Regions from separate parts of the Mus musculus genome. Here region 2 is linked to region 1. The links are chromatin contacts, called in public promoter capture Hi-C maps. All regions are on one chromosome and are shown on one strand. Each heading gives the region's core, a stretch centred on a gene start, on an enhancer-like site or on the middle of the called end of the contact. The rest is flanking DNA. Distances are from core to core; before and after follow the strand shown. Region 1 overlaps Vgll4 (vestigial like family member 4). Region 2 has its middle 8.3 kb from the start of Gm38876.

Evidence for each region. Capture Hi-C pulls out chosen DNA fragments and counts their contacts.
Region 2: a contact with region 1 is called in a promoter capture Hi-C map of liver. The contact joins two enhancer-like sites. A contact is called at or near these places in 2 of 484 Hi-C or Micro-C datasets (liver and uterus), 6 of 115 datasets of contacts at active chromatin or transcription factors (double positive thymocytes, effector CD8 T cells, embryonic stem cells and 2 more) and 3 of 9 other capture datasets (adipose tissue, liver and pancreatic islet).

The regions. Positions count from the first base shown.
Region 1 is chr6:114,862,406-114,865,105 of GRCm38.p6, reverse strand. It overlaps Vgll4 (vestigial like family member 4), which reads left to right. Exons shown (of 5, transcript NM_177683.3): 3 at 1,027-1,222; 4 at 2,227-2,350; 5 at 2,670-2,700. Among named protein-coding and RNA genes, the nearest start is that of Vgll4, 58 kb to the left of the region's middle. Within about 2 kb of position 1,390, at least 13 of the 459 cell types and tissues checked have an H3K27ac peak or open chromatin away from gene starts, as enhancers often do. A contact at or near this core is called in liver, where this site is marked.
Region 2 is chr6:114,952,314-114,955,279 of GRCm38.p6, reverse strand. It overlaps a transcript of Vgll4 not described here. Among named protein-coding and RNA genes, the nearest start is that of Gm38876, 8.3 kb to the right of the region's middle. Within about 2 kb of position 1,424, at least 13 of the 459 cell types and tissues checked have an H3K27ac peak or open chromatin away from gene starts, as enhancers often do. A contact at or near this core is called in liver, where this site is marked.

The DNA.
Region 1 (2,700 bases), core at 141-2,640:
TCAATAAAATAAATCTTTAAAAAAAAAAAAAAAAAAAAAAAAAAGAAAGTTAAGTGGTCACTAATAAAAGGTGTGGCTGTCACGTGTGTGGTATGACCTTTGGTGGTGTTGCATTTGGCTGGCCCAGCAGGCAGGCATGGCTGCCTTTTGCCCATAGGCACATGACCTGCTTCCCTGATGGCAAAGAACAGGCCAAGCAGGGGCTTAGAGAATAACCTAGAACGTCCAGAAGTCTTGGGAACCATCTTCCACTTTCCTTTCAATTTTAAAGTTGAACAACTCAGCTCTGGCAGTTAGAGGGACAGACTCGAAGGGATTCTAGAATCCCCAAGGGGTTCTAGAATAAGTGGCTGGAGGGAGGACAGAGCTGAGCTTGGAACACCTTGTGTTAGCTGGGCCTTGCGGGCTCTCACGCCATAGCTGTATTGACACTCTCCACAGGCCCGTGTAGCGGCGGCAGCATTGAGCAGCTGGCCTGTGGTCCATGGGGCATTTGCCACATTCAGTGCCGGCATGCACAGCTCCAGGGAGCTGCTGTCCTCTGCTTGTCTGATGCTGTGGCTTCTGGGTACAAGTGCTGCCCACTGGCTGCCATCTTACACACCGAGAAGCAGAGCCATCACACTGGTCATCAGTGTCCTCTCTGGACAGAGGTAGAAATGGCCTCTGCTGCTTAGGAGCAAACATCACTGTGGTCCCTCTCCAGAGCTGGCTTATAGGATTGCACCATTTCTCTGGGTCATTCCCACCCTTCAATGACCAACTGTGCCCAAGCTGACCATGAAGTAGATCTCGTGTGTAGGCAGGCAGCAGCATCTGCCTGCAGGAAAGGAGGGAGGCCACAAAGCCAGCTTCGCCCGCAGGTGCCTCTCCTATACTCAGGGCGTGGTTCCTCAACTCACCTGTTGGTCCTGCCCTTAGCGTTAGTGTAGGAATGTCATGGAAACACCTAGGAGAAAGCACATGGCTCCTCCCCAGGGCCCCCTTTGCCCGTCACCCCCCTCTGAGCATGACCCTGTCTTTCAGGAATAAGACTGTCAACGGAGACTGCCGCAGAGATCCCCGGGAGCGGAGCCGCAGTCCCATTGAACGGGCTGCAGCCCCCGCCGTGAGCTTGCATGGTGGCCACCTGTACGCATCTCTCCCCAGCCTCATGGAGCAGCCTCTTGCCCTGACTAAGAACAGCAGTGACACAGGCAGGTCAGCTGTGGAGCGGCAGCAGGTATGTATATGTCATCTGGAGGTGGCCATATCAGGCTGGATGTTGGGGACTAAGAGCTCCATGGAGAACCCCGAGCAGAAGTCCTGAAGTGAGGGGATGTTGGTACCCTCACTCCTTTGGCTTCCTCTCTGCACAGTGCAGGGTTGATCTGGATGAGTGCCTGGCCCTGGCTTGGATGCCCATCTTCCCTGGCACTGTGTTCCTCGGGGTCAGTGTAGCAATCCTCTTGAGAGGCCGGCCCTTCCCCCATATGATTTCATAAGGCCTAAGTTAAATGTCAGAGCGTTGCTGGGGGCTTGGGTCCTATAAAGTTAGTGGTCATAAACCTGTGAGTAAGGCAGGCCATTGTTGTTATTGCTATTACTTCTACTAGAGGAAAATGAAATTAATGCTATTTAAAAAACAAGGCCAGGCCTAATAGTATAGGCATATAATCTCAGGTACTTGGAAGGCTGAGGCAGGAGGATTACAAGTTTGAGGCAACTTCATAAGGCCTTGACTTACAAAGAGCAAGATAGGTAGAGGGAGACTGAGGACATGGGCACTTGCCTAGTGTGCGAGGCTTCAGCCCCACATAAAAAGCCCCAGAGACAACAAAAGGGTAAGGTTTCTAACAAAGACTGTAGTAAGAGACTTTAAAAGCACACAGGCAGCATGAGAGGGAGGGGTGGGGTGGAGTGTTTCTGTGGGGTGGAGTGTTTCTGTCCCCTGTGTGACCCTTGATGGACTCTGAGCCTCTGGGCCTGTGATTCCTAGGTTTCTGGTCAGTGTTTGTACACACTAACAGGGGAGGGTGGGGCCTGGCCATTAGGAGATGCTGTGTGTTGGGGCTCACCTGCAGGTGCTGGAGAAGGGGACCCCACCCCAGTCTAGTCTCCCCCTCTCGACCTGCTGTTGTGTAGCACAGAGGGCCCGAGGAACAGGGAAGGTCCCTGGCCTGAGAGCTGGGCTCGCTGGCAGCTCCGCTCAGTAGATGAGGAGTTGACCTGTTCTCCCTCCCACAGAACCGGCCCTCTGTGATTACCTGTGCATCCGCGGGTGCCCGCAACTGCAACCTCTCTCACTGTCCCATCGCACACAGTGGCTGTTCTGCGCCTGGGTCTGCCAGCTACCGGAGACCACCCAGTGGTAAGTTTTCCCCCATAGCCTGAGACATGTGGGAACCCTGGATTAAGCTATAGGCTGTAACCTCTCTTCCTAAAATTTACTTAGTGGTGAGTTTTAAAACACTGTTTTAGAGCACGTGTGCACCTTGAGTTGGCCATGATTCAGGAGGCATAGAGAAAAGGACCTCTGTCCCTGGCCCCTCTGGGCTCCAGGATCCACCATTGTTATTTAGTGCCACAGAGACTCTTGGGCTTTACCCTTTAATGGTGTGGTTAAGTATCACTGACTGGGTCCCGGACCCACTGATGCAGCTATCTGTCCTCTGTCCCCTCCTTTGCAGCAACTGCCACCTGTGACCCTGTGGTGGAAGA
Region 2 (2,966 bases), core at 175-2,674, 90 kb before region 1:
TTCTCTCTGTCTGGGAGAGGCTCTCCTCTCAGGACTGTCCGTGAGGCTGGGGTGTCCTTAGCTTTTTTTTTTTTTTTTTAAATTCTTATTCATTTAGTAGTTTAAAAAAGTGATCAAAATAAAGGGACCAGGCACTTGACAGAATAATAGTACCTTTGTGTCTTTATTTTTGTATTTGTTTGTGTGGATATTTGTATATGTGTGAGTATGTGCATGCCACAGCACATATGTGAAGGTCAGAGGGCGATGTTATGCTTTGGTTTTCCCCTTCTTCCATATGGCTTCTGGGGATTGAGCCCGATTCATTAGCTTGGTGGCAAGTGTCTTTTCCACTGCATTAGTTCTTCTATATTGCTGTGATAAAATATCATGACCACGGTAACTTGTAGAAGAATGTATCTGGGGTTATGTTTCCAGAGGGTTAGAGTTCATAAAGGCAGGTACAGCATGGCAGCAGGAATAGGAAGCTGAGAGCTCTCATGTGGATGTGCAATCAAGCTGCAGAGAGTACGAACTGGAAATGGGCAAGGCTAAGACTGAACTCTCAGAGTCCACCCCAGTGACTCATTTCCTCCCTCAAGGCCACACCTCCTAAACCTCCACAAATAGTGCCGCCACCGGGGACCAAGTGTTCAAGTGCCTAGGACCACGGGGGGCATTTCTCATTCAAACTAGTACATCCACCATCTATCTTGCAGGTTCCTACTATGGTGTCTTTTATATGGTATCTCGTCTTATTGGGATGCTTACAAAATGTGTGTTATTTTTTTCCTTGTGTATTTTATAGTATAAGATTTTATAACTGGTTTGCTTTGATTGAAACCTTTTGGGTGACTCTTCTCTGAGAACCCTACTCCTGGGTTCTAGGGTGTGTCTTTTCTCTCTGAATGCCTCTCTTTCTCTTAACCCCTATGCTTAAAGAATGTATTAAAATATTTTAATAAAACCACCTCCACTTTAAAATAAAAGATCTTGCCAGGAAGTGGTGGTGCATGCCTTTAATCCCAACAACATGAGAGGCAGAGGCAGGTGGCTCTCTGTGAGTTTGAGGCCAGCCTGGTCTATGTTGTGAGTTCCAGGACAGCCCGAGCTATATAGTGAGTCCCTGTCTCAAATAACAAAACAACCACCACCACCAAGAAAAAGAAGAAGAGGGGACAAAATGACAGATTGTGCCCCAGTGAAAATGCACTCAGCATTTTCTCAGCCTGGCCGATGGTGATGGCTTGTGAGCCCCCATATCAGACCAGCCCGTGCAGGGATGGTATTTGCTTCTTCCTCCTTGCTTTCTGCTCATTATCTTGCCTTTCCTCTCAATTTGTAGCTTTAGAGCAGTTTGAAGATGGTATACATGAGAGAGCAGTCCATGTCATGCTTGACCCATGCCCTCATCGTGGGTCTGATCTGGGACGCTCTGTACAGTGTGGTTCCAGTAAGGTCCATTGTGATGAAAGTATGGTCCAAGGTAACGAACGGAGACCCACAGTTGGACAACCTTGAGGACATGTCTCTGCTTTAAGGACTTTGTCCTCTTACGTACTAGGAGGCCTGACCAACATATGAGCTGTGGAAATGCTAACTGGGGCATGCAGCCTGCAGAAGTGGACCTGAGCAGATAGCCAGGTAGCCAGGAGGCAGTTTCAGTTGAGATGTAGTATACAAGAATTATATATAGGCACACCTGGGAGCTTGAACTCTGCCTGAACTCTGGCTCCCTGAAGTGAGGGGAAAAATTGATCAGGAACCCCCAAGCTGGAGTGTGGCCATTTATTTTACTGTCTATGTCTCTGAGTTAACAGAATCATGGTTTCATTAATTTGTACTTCAGAGAAGTAAGATGTCAGAATAGTGCCTTGTAACAAAAGGCCTGGATCCTGAGAGTCCGTTGATTGGAACCTCTGCCTGCTGAGGGTGAGTTCCCTTCTTTCTGCCTTATGTCCCAAGCAGAAGCACACACCATTTGGTGCATATGGTAGGCACTTAAGAAGCATTCATTGGCAATAAAATTGCCACTGGAGTGTGACTCCTCTCTGTGGAATCGATTTTTTTAACACCCGTGAAACAGACTTGTAATAACCATTGCTATTCTGAGCCTCATCTCATTGTATTTCACAGCACACTGTAATTTAGGAAACATTTTCTTTTGATTTTTTTTTTTTTAATAGCAAGAACTCACAAGCAGGTTATCTTGGAAATACCAGAGAAAATTAAGTTTGTAGAAGCTTGATACCCAATTAAAGATTAAAACAAAGAAGAAAATCTCTCTCTTTCTCTCTCTCTCTCTCTCACTCTCTCTCTCTCTCACTCTCTCCTAGTACACCATCCCCACGAGGGGAACTACTAGCTTGGAGTGATAATCCCAGTATTTTGGAGGTGGAGGCAGGAGGATCAGAAGTTGCAGGTCATTCTTGGCTACATAGCAAGCATGAGGCCAGCCTGGGCTACATGAGATCTGGTCTCAGATAAACAGAACAACTGATGAGGTTAGCCACTGCTGAGTATTTCAGAGTTCTTCCAGATTGGGTGTCACAGGGTGTTGAGGATCCATCTCTTGGTCTCTTTTGGAGCATCTGCTATGGAGCTAGGCACACACTCCCATCACTGAACACCCCTCTACCTCCCAAGCTTCCTTTTGCTTCTTTACATAAACACAAGAGATGAGGTAGTGTTCTGAGCTTCCTTAAGCCACTTTCTGGGCGCGGGCAGTTACCCTAATTAAATTTGCATCCCAGGCTGGGCGTTTAATCAGAAGGGCTTTCCTCCAGAGGCAGCTGTTTAAAATCTGCTGTTTTTATAGTTTCATATCAGATCTGATTAGCATAATGAGTGTTAGAAATGGATCTGTGCTGGGAAGAAATAGAGTGGCTTGTTAATTAGCATAATGGGTGTAAAGAACGGCATTGAATGGCTCTTCAGACACTCGAGGCTGGGTTATGTTCCCTTTAGACAAATATTTCTCAACCTTT